Regions from separate parts of the Sus scrofa genome. Here region 2 is linked to region 1. The links are chromatin contacts, called in public Hi-C maps. All regions are on one chromosome and are shown on one strand. The core of a region is the stretch at or near the end of the contact, and the rest is flanking DNA. Distances in the headings are between cores, read along the strand shown.

What was found. Hi-C and Micro-C count contacts between places; a contact is called where the count stands out from the background.
Region 2: a Hi-C map of heart right ventricle shows a contact between it and region 1, with 2.3 times the contacts expected there. The contact joins the promoter of MAGOHB here to the promoter of YBX3 in region 1. A contact is called at or near these places in 2 of 47 Hi-C or Micro-C datasets (embryonic fibroblasts and heart right ventricle).

The regions. Positions count from the first base shown.
Region 1 is chr5:61,334,561-61,339,883 of Sscrofa11.1, reverse strand. It overlaps YBX3 (Y-box-binding protein 3), which reads right to left and starts at 2,016. Exons shown (of 10, transcript XM_003126475.3): 1 at 1,524-2,016. The coding sequence starts at 1,812.
Region 2 is chr5:61,424,044-61,429,073 of Sscrofa11.1, reverse strand. MAGOHB (protein mago nashi homolog 2) reads right to left here and starts at 3,375. Exons shown (of 5, transcript XM_013988371.2): 1 at 3,093-3,375; 2 at 381-439. The coding sequence starts at 3,186.

The DNA of each region.
Region 1 (5,323 bases), core at 767-3,266:
GCTTCGGTTTAAAATTCAGAAGTTTAGTCAGATCAAGGGAAAAGCTGCAAAATCTCCCTTAAAGGCAAATAAATTATCATTAAGAATAGATCTTAACACTGCTTTGGGTAGGCCAAGGTTGCCTCTCTGGCATTTTGCATGGAAGTGTTCCAAGGAACACTTGTTGGAAACTATATCACCATGCAAACCTTACTAGACTTAAAGCAACTTTTAAGTCCAGCGATATGAGAGCTATTTGGCTTCTTAACCCTACACATATTACATTTAGCACGCTGTTTGACAGTTAACTGAATAAAATTTAGCCCAGGGGAGGAAGGGGGGGGCATGAAAAGAGGCCTCTCAAGGCAGGAAACATGGAATCGGAATCTTATTAAACTTTTCTTTACATTATTCCCCCAATTTTCTTCTTCGAAAACTGGGCAAGCAAGACTCAGATCAAACATGCCCTATCCAAAATACTGAAAACTTCTTGGAAGCATCCCACAGCATCTCTTACCTTCCCTGTTTTAAAAAAAGAGGGAATGTTACAGCACACACCCTTTAGAGAACTTATTCCCCACCCACCTGCTCTGTAAACCGGTTTAAGGCCCCACCTAGGGCTTTACTTCAGGAGAGAATGCTGAAATATTCGATAAAACCACCAACCACCACAGACGCCTTTTGTTATGCCCTGCTCCCCCACCCCCGACCTGTATGGCTCCTCTTCCGATCTCCTTCCCGGAGTTCCAAGTCCCAAGATAACGATGCTGCGAACTAACGTCATACCCACACTTCCGACGAAGTTTTTTCAGCTGCTGCACCAAATGCTTTCCCACAATCCGGGAAGAAGCAAATGTGTAGGGATTGGAAAACACTGACTGGTTCTTTGCAGCAGCGGGCAGAGAGGGAGGGGGACGAGGGACCAAAGCCCAAGTTTCCCGGAGAGGATTGCAACACCTCTCCGCCGACATGTGGCCGACAGAAGCGTGGCCTCGTTCCTGCGCCCCCGTGGGAAGGGCGTCAGGGACAGACACCTGAGCCTTCCCAGCAAGATGCCTTTGCACCTTTCCCTCCCGTCTGGTCCGGCGCCTTCCTCTCCCCCGAAGGAAATGCTCTCCTCACCCAGAACCTAGGCGAGGACTACTATGTCCCCGTCCCACGTGGGTGCTGTCCCATCCCTACATCCGCATCTATCCCAAATCTGGATCCTCTTTCCCGACCGCCGCTCCTTTCCCCTTTGTCCGGAGGGATGCTTCGCCATGGGAGTGTGCGACAGTGCGTGCCCAGGGGATCCAAGTTAAGTCCCGTCCCTCACGGGCCTGGGACCTGAAGGGACGCGCTCAGGCGGCGGGGAGCGCAGGGCGCCGCGCGCTCACCTGGCAGCGCCTGGGGGACTGGCCACCTGCGCCAGGGACCCGAGGTCCCCGGGGACCCCGTGCTGTCAGGCCTCCCGCGGAGCGGGACAGGCGTGGGAGCTGCCCACACGTGCTCCGCGGCCGCCCGCTCCTCCCGGGGCAGCCTCCATCCTCCCGGGCCTGACTCACCGAGAACTTTCTTCTCCGCGTCTTCACTGCCCGCGGCGGCCGAAGAGGCGGGGGCCGCGGTGCCCGGGGCCGTGGGGGCCGCGGGGGCCGCGTCTCCACCCGGGTTGCCCGCTACCAGGGCGGCGGGCGCCGGGGCGGCGGCCTGGGGCGCGCCGCTGCCCGCCGGGCTCTTGGGCGCGGGGTCCTGGGGGGCCGCGGCGGCCGCCTCCGCCGGAGCCTGCGGGAGGGTGGTGGTGGTGGTAGTGGTGCTGGTGGTGCTGGTGGTGGTGGCCTCGCCCGCCTCGCTCATGCCGCCTCCTCCGCTCTCCCTCGGGCACCTCGGTGGCGGTTGGTCGGCGGTTAGCGCAGCTGGAGGTCGCGGCGGCCGGGGCTCGCTCTCGGGGAGGCCGGTGCGGATCTCGTGGCGCGGGCGGCGGCGGCCGAGGTGGGTCTCGCGGCGGAGGCGGCTCGAGCTCTCGGGCTGTGCGCTCGCTCTTGGGCTCCTCGCTCGATCTTACTGCCCCAAAAATGGCCCCGCGCAAGTTTTTCTAGGCGGCGCACCGGCCGGAGAGGGAAGAGGGTGGAGAGAGTTGGCTCCCGAGTTGGGCATCGACTTCATTAGCATTTAAAGGGGCCCGGTGCCCTTTCCACCCGCCGATCGGCCCGGGACTGAGAGCAGGGGCCCGAGTGGCCGGGAAAGGAAAGCAAGGGTGGATCTGAGGTTGGCAGGGTACTCTGGAGTTTTCTGCCGAGCACGCTCTGCCGGCCCTTTGTTGGAGCCGGGCAGCGGGGCACTCCTGCCTAACCACATCTTCTAGGAGGAGCAAAGTAGGGCATCCAAATGACCGGGCGCTTCTCTCTCTCAAATACTGGCTTTTAAAATCCGTTCTAGTTATCCATGCAACGTTTATGAAGCACGAAAAACTGTTTCTGATACAGCAGTGAAGAACTGGAATTATACAATCTTAAAGCTATTTGGCTACTTCCTCTTGAAAGATGTTAGATGGTTTCTTCTATAATCCACAGGTGAGGAAACTGAGGTCCAAACCTCCATGAAGTAATGCAAATATCAGAGTTTACATCAATGTAATGGCAACAAATAGTGAGCTGCTAATATATATGTAATAATACTATACTTGGGGGGGAGGATAAATTTTACCTTCTTCTCTAATTGCCCCTGCCAGCTAGTGAAAACTTAAGCAACTGAGCCCTCTTAGCCTCAGGGAGGAGAGTAACAGAGAAACGGATCACCCAATAAACGGTAGTCCGTTTGCAGAGCTCACATGGCCTTTGGAGAATGGACGAGATCATGCTGAACACCAGGCCAGAGGGACCGTGCTCTGTATTCAAGAACTATTGGGATACAGGCTATCAGGCGTCCTTTGCCTCCAGGATCCAGGCAAGTCTAGGTTTACACTCTAGTGCTGCTCTTAGTTAATGGAGTCAACTTGGACGAGGTGTTCAATATCCCAGAGTTGGTTTCCTCAAAGGAACGTGGATGGGATTATCACATGTAACTCCAGTGTCTGGTCTAACGAAAAATTCCGTTTTTCATTCCTTATTCCCCTAAATCATTTACACCCTCCAACCTCGCCCGACCCCAGAATTCTATGTTCTGTGGCTGCATCAGAAGGGTAGTTATCAGGTGTAATTCATCATTATATTCCCACTGGTTAGCACACAGTACCTAACACAGAGTTAGAGCATAGTAAATGTTTACTAAATGAAAACAAATAAAAAGACCAACATTTTCCACACTCACTTACTTACGAACACATTCATTATCAATAATTGTTTTTTAAATAATGACTTGTATTTTTTCCGTTATAACTGGTTTACAGTGTTCTGTCAATTTTCTATTGTACAGAAAGCTGACCCAGTTACATATACATGTATACATTCTTTTTTCTCACATTATCATGCTCCATCATAAGTGACTAGACAAAGTTCCCAGTGCTGTACAGGAGGCTCTCATTGCTTGTCCATTCCAAAGGCAATAGTTTGCATCTATTAGCCCCAAATTCCCAATCCATCCCACTCCCTCCCCCTTCCCCTCCCCCTTGGCAACCACAAGTCTGTTTTTCATGTCCATGATTTTCTTTTCTGTGGAAAGATTCATTTGTGTTGTATATTAGATTCCAGCATTATCAATAATTGTAATGCCCTGCTTTATTGCTTTCTTACTCCATCCATGAAAAATACAACTTAAAAATTAATTCTTAGGAAAAAAAAGCAAAATATGGAATATTTGACTTTTCCATGTAACTCATCTATATTTTAAAATATTTAATTGACAAAGGTGTTAATGTTAGATTCATATTTTAGACTGTAATGTGGACCATACAGTGATATTATCTATATGTAGTTAAAAAAAAATATGGAATATTTGACTTTTCCATGTAACTCATCTATATTTTTAAATTTTTAATTGACAAAGGTGTTAATGTTAAATTCATATTTTAGACTGTAATATGGACCATACAGTGATATTATCTATATGTAGTTATGTTAAAAAAATGCTAGTTTGATTCTAAGTGTGGTTAAATTATTTCTTAGTTTTAAAGAGTATAGTCAGTTAAAATTATATGCATGATTTATTCTGGTGAGGATTGGCCATTGACTTTCTTATCTAACAAAATGATTATCATTGCTATGCAAAATTGGATTGCAAGGAAAAAAATGAGGGCTTGAACTGTTCAAACTCCAATCTAATAGCCAAAACCACTCTCTCTCTATATATATATTCACCCTTGGAAAATAATTCATGACTAACAGGTGTGGTCTCCAACCTCTGGAAGACCCTAAAATAATTACAGATGCATCCTGGGATTTCCTAGAATTTTGTGCTGGAATGACTCCCAAAACTACTCATCGTTTTCATCCAAAAAAAGCAGCAAGCAGCTGGGAGTTCTTGGTACTGTGCTAAATAAATCTAGAGAGAATTAATTAAAATAAATATAATCTGTTGTTTTAATAATCATAACAAGAAAGCAATTTTGATACGGATGCACACAGTTTTCCATTCCTTTGCTTACTCATTAATCCATATGCTCATGCATTAGCACATATTTATTAAACTATATACTATGCACCTAAGTGCTACATTATGAGTATCTAATGTTGGTCTAAAGCCTGCTCTGAGGTTTTTTTCATGTTGTTAACTCATTTTTTTTTCATTTCTATTCTAAGAAAACATCGTTTCTTAAATTTGAGGTTAAGAACAACAATGAAAAAGAATCACAATCTAATCATAACCTAATTGGTGATGGCAATCCTTTTTAAGCTATGACAGGTTTGGTCACGAAAATGAAAGCCACGCTGTTCCTAGTATGAACAGAGAGTTTCACAACTGTTGGAAGGGGAGAGAAAGCTGGAGAGCTCCACTGGAGATCTCAGACTCCAGCCCCACCAATGCAGGGCTTCTCAAGGGCTTCCCTGAAGCCACTGGTGGCACAGGATCTCCAGGAGGCTCCCAACTATTCAGAGCTAGAGCCAGTTTTGTAAGACTTAAAGTTTACCCAATTGGGAGCTCTCTTTAAGAATAAAGAAATGAAAGTGTGAATACAAATTTGCAAGCTAATTCCAGAGTCTTAAAAAAGGCCCATGCAAGAAAGGCGCCCCGAAGTTTAAACTGCATTAGCTTCACCATGAGTCCACCCATATCAGCTATCTCAGTTGGCCACATGGATGCTGGAGTTCCTCAAGAAGTTTATCTGGGAGCAGCTTTGAGCCTCCATGTGCCCGGACGTCTTCCTATAAGTGACTGGAAAAAACAGTGTCCTCTTCTGCCTTCGAAATCTTGAATTAGTGCCTCTTATTAA
Region 2 (5,030 bases), core at 2,126-4,625, 88 kb before region 1:
GTGAACAGAGAAAAATACAAATACACATCACAGTTGATACTTTGAACTTTTTCTCACACCTAACTTTTGCACCTCTTATTTAAAATTCATACTGTGTTTAAGTCATGATTATCAATTAGTTTTAAATGACAAATAGGGTAAAAGACAAAGTTAGTTATGAATAAATTAAATAATATGCTCAAATGTGGGACTACAATTTAATATATTCAGATTGCTTCTTTTGTTGTTACAGATGCTACAACTGGAATCCCTTTTCAATCTACAAATTAGCTGCTTTTTTACAGCCTTTAATGTACTTTAAAATATGTAAATAAAAACACAGACAGGAGGAAAATGGGCTTAATGCAAAAAAAAAAATGAAACATTTGAAAAGAACTTACCTCCTTTCTGATCATGACATCATTTTTATAATTGCTGTTGTTGGCGTATCTAAGTTTTCCTGTGGGGAGTGGAAAAAAATTCAATCTAAATAGCAAAAACTGCTAAAAAATAAAATAATGACACTATAAGCAATTTTGAAGGTAGAAACCATTTTATACTATTACTTGTATTAATATTTCCTACCTCCTAGCATAAGATTAATGCTGGATATATGTTGGCTAAGTTGAAGCCAGGCAACTTTTTAAATTCATGCCTTCAATTATAATTATACAATGGGAGGGTCATTTTCAAGGCCCATTTTCTTAATCTATATCACGATCTCAACAGGGAATCTGAAAATGGAACTAATATTTCTTCTAAGTTTATATGTCTTATTTTTGCTAAGTTATTTACCCAGAGCATTTAACCTAATCTGAAAAAAAATAAATAAAAAGTAGGTTTTATTCTTTATTCACAGTTGAGAAAACAGGGAGTTAAATAACTTGCCCAGGGTCACACAAGATTCAAATCTAGATATACCTTCTTAATACTCATGCTTTCCCCACTGTTCTTTTAATTATTTTCCTTCAAATGAATGTGTGTATGTATTATGGCAATGCTAATATTTTAGAACTATGGTAAAGAAGAATACCAACTATGTGCAGCTTCTGGATAAAACTGGCCGTTTTGTTAGCTGATATATACAAATTTAGGTGTACTCCTTGAGGCATGCCTCTCCTCAGTCAGTTGCCCAGGTACAGGTGTACTGTTAACTTTTTTTTTTTTTTGTCTATTTAGGACCGAATCTGCAGCATACAGAATTCCCACGCTAGGGTCGAATCAGAGCTGTAGCCTCTGGCCTACACCACAGCCTCAGCAATGCCAGATCCTTAACCCATTGAGTGAGGCCAGGATTGATCCTGCACCCACATGGATACCAGTCAGATTTGATTCTGCTGAGCCAGGAGGGGAACTCCAAGATGTACTGCGATCTTTATCCTCTAGAATGATAGGTTACCCTGATGAGGTCCCTTAGGAATCATTGTTTATAGGACTCATTATTACTGACAGAAGTATGTGGAATGGTGGGGTGGCAGATGAGAGCTATTGTCCTGGAATGAAATTTCCCTGATAATATTAGACTACCTAATTTATGTGACTGGCTAAAAGTGATACAGACACACTGATAGTTGTTCACAGGCAAAAGTCCTGAAAACAATATCACATAAAGAACAGATGAAGGCATTTCCTTCGTGGTGCAGCAGAAACAAATCAGACTAGGAGCCATGAGGTTGTGGGTTCAATCCCTGGCCTTGCTCAGTGGGTTAAGGATCCCGTGTTGCCATGAGCTGTGGCGTAGGTTGCAGACGCGGCCAGGATCTGGTGTTGCTGTGGCTCTGGCATAGGGCAGCGGCTACGGCTCTGATTAGACCCCTACCTGGGAACCTCCATACGCCAGGTTCGGCCCTAAAAAGACAAAAAAACAAAAACAAAACAAAACAAAACAAAAAAAACCCAAAAATACAGATGAAGAATTCAGGTAAATCTGGCCCCTTAGCTAAATTTAGAAAAGACTTGGGTAGAATGAGGGAGACTAAGGTAATTAAGGTTTCTAAATAATTAGATGTAGCTACCCTGACTTCTACCTAAAATATCTGATATTCTCTCATTTTTCTAATATGTGATCCTCCCCTAATTTTTCTTTTGCGCTTTCACAGAACTTTGTCCAAAGCATGAGCACAGCACTTACCATCAGAACTGCCTTATGATTAGTTTCACGTTTGTGTCACTCAGCAAGATTTAATTCCTTGAGGGGAATTAAAGAACCCGACGCATTAATATAACCTCAATTTTTGTTTTTACATGTTGCCCAGCACATAACATGCACTCTAAAAAGAAAAGCCTATGCCGCTTTTAACAAGACTGTTCTTGTTACAGTAAGAGTTCTATATACAGTACAACTATCTAAAGAGAATCAGAGCTGTCAAAAGATGTAAATTGCTGCCATTACTTGGGCAGCAGGCACTTTCACCGGCTCCTGCAGCTCTCAGGAGTCCGACTCCTTTATTTTCCCTCAGCGTCCAAGACAATATCTACTCTCATTTTGAGACTCATCTCAACTGTCACCTTCTCTAAAGATGACCCGACTCTTTCATCCAGAACTAACCACTCCCCCGTTTTTGGAGTTTCAACGCATGCTACATGGAACAACTATATTTAAGCACCCAGAATACATCGTTACACTCATTTCTTTTACATGTCCCGCTTCCAGTTCTGAACAGCAGATTTTTTTTTTTTCTATTCATGCTGCCTTACATACAGCGCATGAATGAATAAAACGGACGCATGGGTAGTTCGAAAGTTACTGTTCACCGCAAGATTTAAGCATCCACAGGCCCACCGCGTGGCGGGGATGTTCTCATAAAACGTTCGAGTATTAGGTCGATTAATTGGATGGCCTTTAAGGTCCCTTCTGGTGAGCAGATTCTAGGATTCTGATTACTGTAGGTTCCATTTTAGTATCTGGCAGTATAGACTTTTCTGAAATAACTTACACCGATTAGTTACCTTTTACTCACAAAACCAATATACTCTCCGATATTCTTAAGCTCCTCAGCCCCAACGCACTCTCGCCAAGCCCGCGGAGGCTCGCCCTCCCCACACCGCCTCCTCCGCGGCCTCTCCGCCTCGCTTCCCCCAGCTCAGCACCGCTCAGGAGCGGCTCAACTCACCGTCCGGCCGAAACTCGAACTCCAGAAACTCGTGTCCAAACTTGCCCTTGTGTCCTACGTAGTAGCGCAGGTAGAAATCGCTGGCCATAGACATCTTGGTCCCCGAAAAGCCCGCCGAAGGCCCGGCCAACGTGCTACAGGGCGCCTGGCAGTGACGTCAGACGCTCAGGATAAACACGTCACTGCGAGCGCGGCCATTCCGCCTCCCGCATCCCCAGAGGAAAACCGGAGGGCGGAGTCTCGCGAGAGAGACTAGGCGACGCCGTGGGAGGGCAGCAGCGATGTGGACTTTGGTTTATTAGAATGAAAAGTACGTTATGTTCAAAATTAGATAGGTCATATTATATTAGGAAAGAACAGCAGTGTGAGCATATGCAAGCATTTGTTATGGGTTTCGAGCTAAGGTTTGCAAATCGCTCTGGCTTTTCTGGTCGGGTCTCTAATTCTAGGAGCATCCCTTGAAGTGGGTGTGGCCTTATTCCCCTTTTTTAGTGGGATGAATAAAGATTAAACCTGAAAACTGGAATAGCAAACATCTTACATGTTTATCATCTACAAGGTACTAAAGTTTACTTTCTCTGCTTTTTATTTCATTTAATATCCACAGCAGGCCTGTGAGGTATCAACATTTTCCTATTACAGACCAAAAACCAAATGCAAACAGGCTTTGAGAGTTTGGATAATTGGGTCATTGCCCAGCAACAACAACAAAATTTTGAGAGCCAAGATTCAAGTCTACGTCTGCCTAACACTAAAGCCCATATTTTTTCTCTGTTAGTTTGCTACAAAGTACTTTCACTATCAAAGATTAATGTAAAGACATTAGAGAAAATCGTAGTCAAGTCCTGTAAAAACATACTGTCAAAGTAATAACAGGAAAGAAAAATGTGAATATTCGAAATTATCACTACAAAACACATGTTAAATAAGTGGGAATTAAAATGCACATACATATAAAATATATATGTTCAAAGCAAAACATGATTTTACTGAAATTAAAAAAAAAAGATACAAAACATGATTTTACTGAAATTAAAAAAAAAAGATACAACCTTAGAACGGCAAGATTTGAAGTACAGCCCGCTCTCCTGCTAGATTTTTTTTTTTTTTTTTTTTTTTAGTCTTTTTGCTATTTCTTGGGCCACTCCCACGGCATATGGAGGTTCCCAGGCTAGGGGTCCAATCGGAGCTGTAGCCACCAGCCTACGCCAGAGCCACAGCAACGCGGGATCCGAGCCGCGTCTGCAACCTACACCACAGCTCAGGGCAACTCGGGATCGTTAACCCACTGAGCAAGGGCAGGGCCGAACCCGCAACCTCATGGTTCCTAGTCAGATTCGTTAACCACTGTGCAACGACGGGAACTCCTCCTGCTGGATTCTTAACACAGGCCTTTCCTCTTCAGACGAGAATTGCTAGTTATCTAGCATCTAGAGGTTAATAATAATAAAAGCAAAGTAAAAAGAATCCATCAAACAGGAGGCCTGATGAAAGGTACATTGAAACTGAAAATCTCTGACAATCATGGTATAAAAGAGTTTCTTAAATAGTAAAACATTTCGTTGAATAAGTGTTTATCCTCGGTGGCCTCTGGAGTTTTGGCAATTTTAATGGTTTAGCCCATGTTTCTTATGGGAGAGTTAAAATTCAATTAGTGAAGGAATGCTTATCTGGGTGAGTTTCAACGAATGAGGAAAGACAAAGTGAGCTTTACACAAACCCTATTTTTCAAATATTATCACCTTTCTTTTACCATCACACAGAATGGTCCTGCCTGTTGAATGACTTTTAGCCTTCAGTGGGATTTAGTAAAAAGAGTAACAGTCAAAAGACCTGGGGGAAATTCTCTTGTGGCAAAGCAGGTTAAGTAAACTGCCTTGTCACTGCACCTACTGGGGTCACTGCTGTGGCGTGAGTTCATTCCTGGCCTGGGAACTT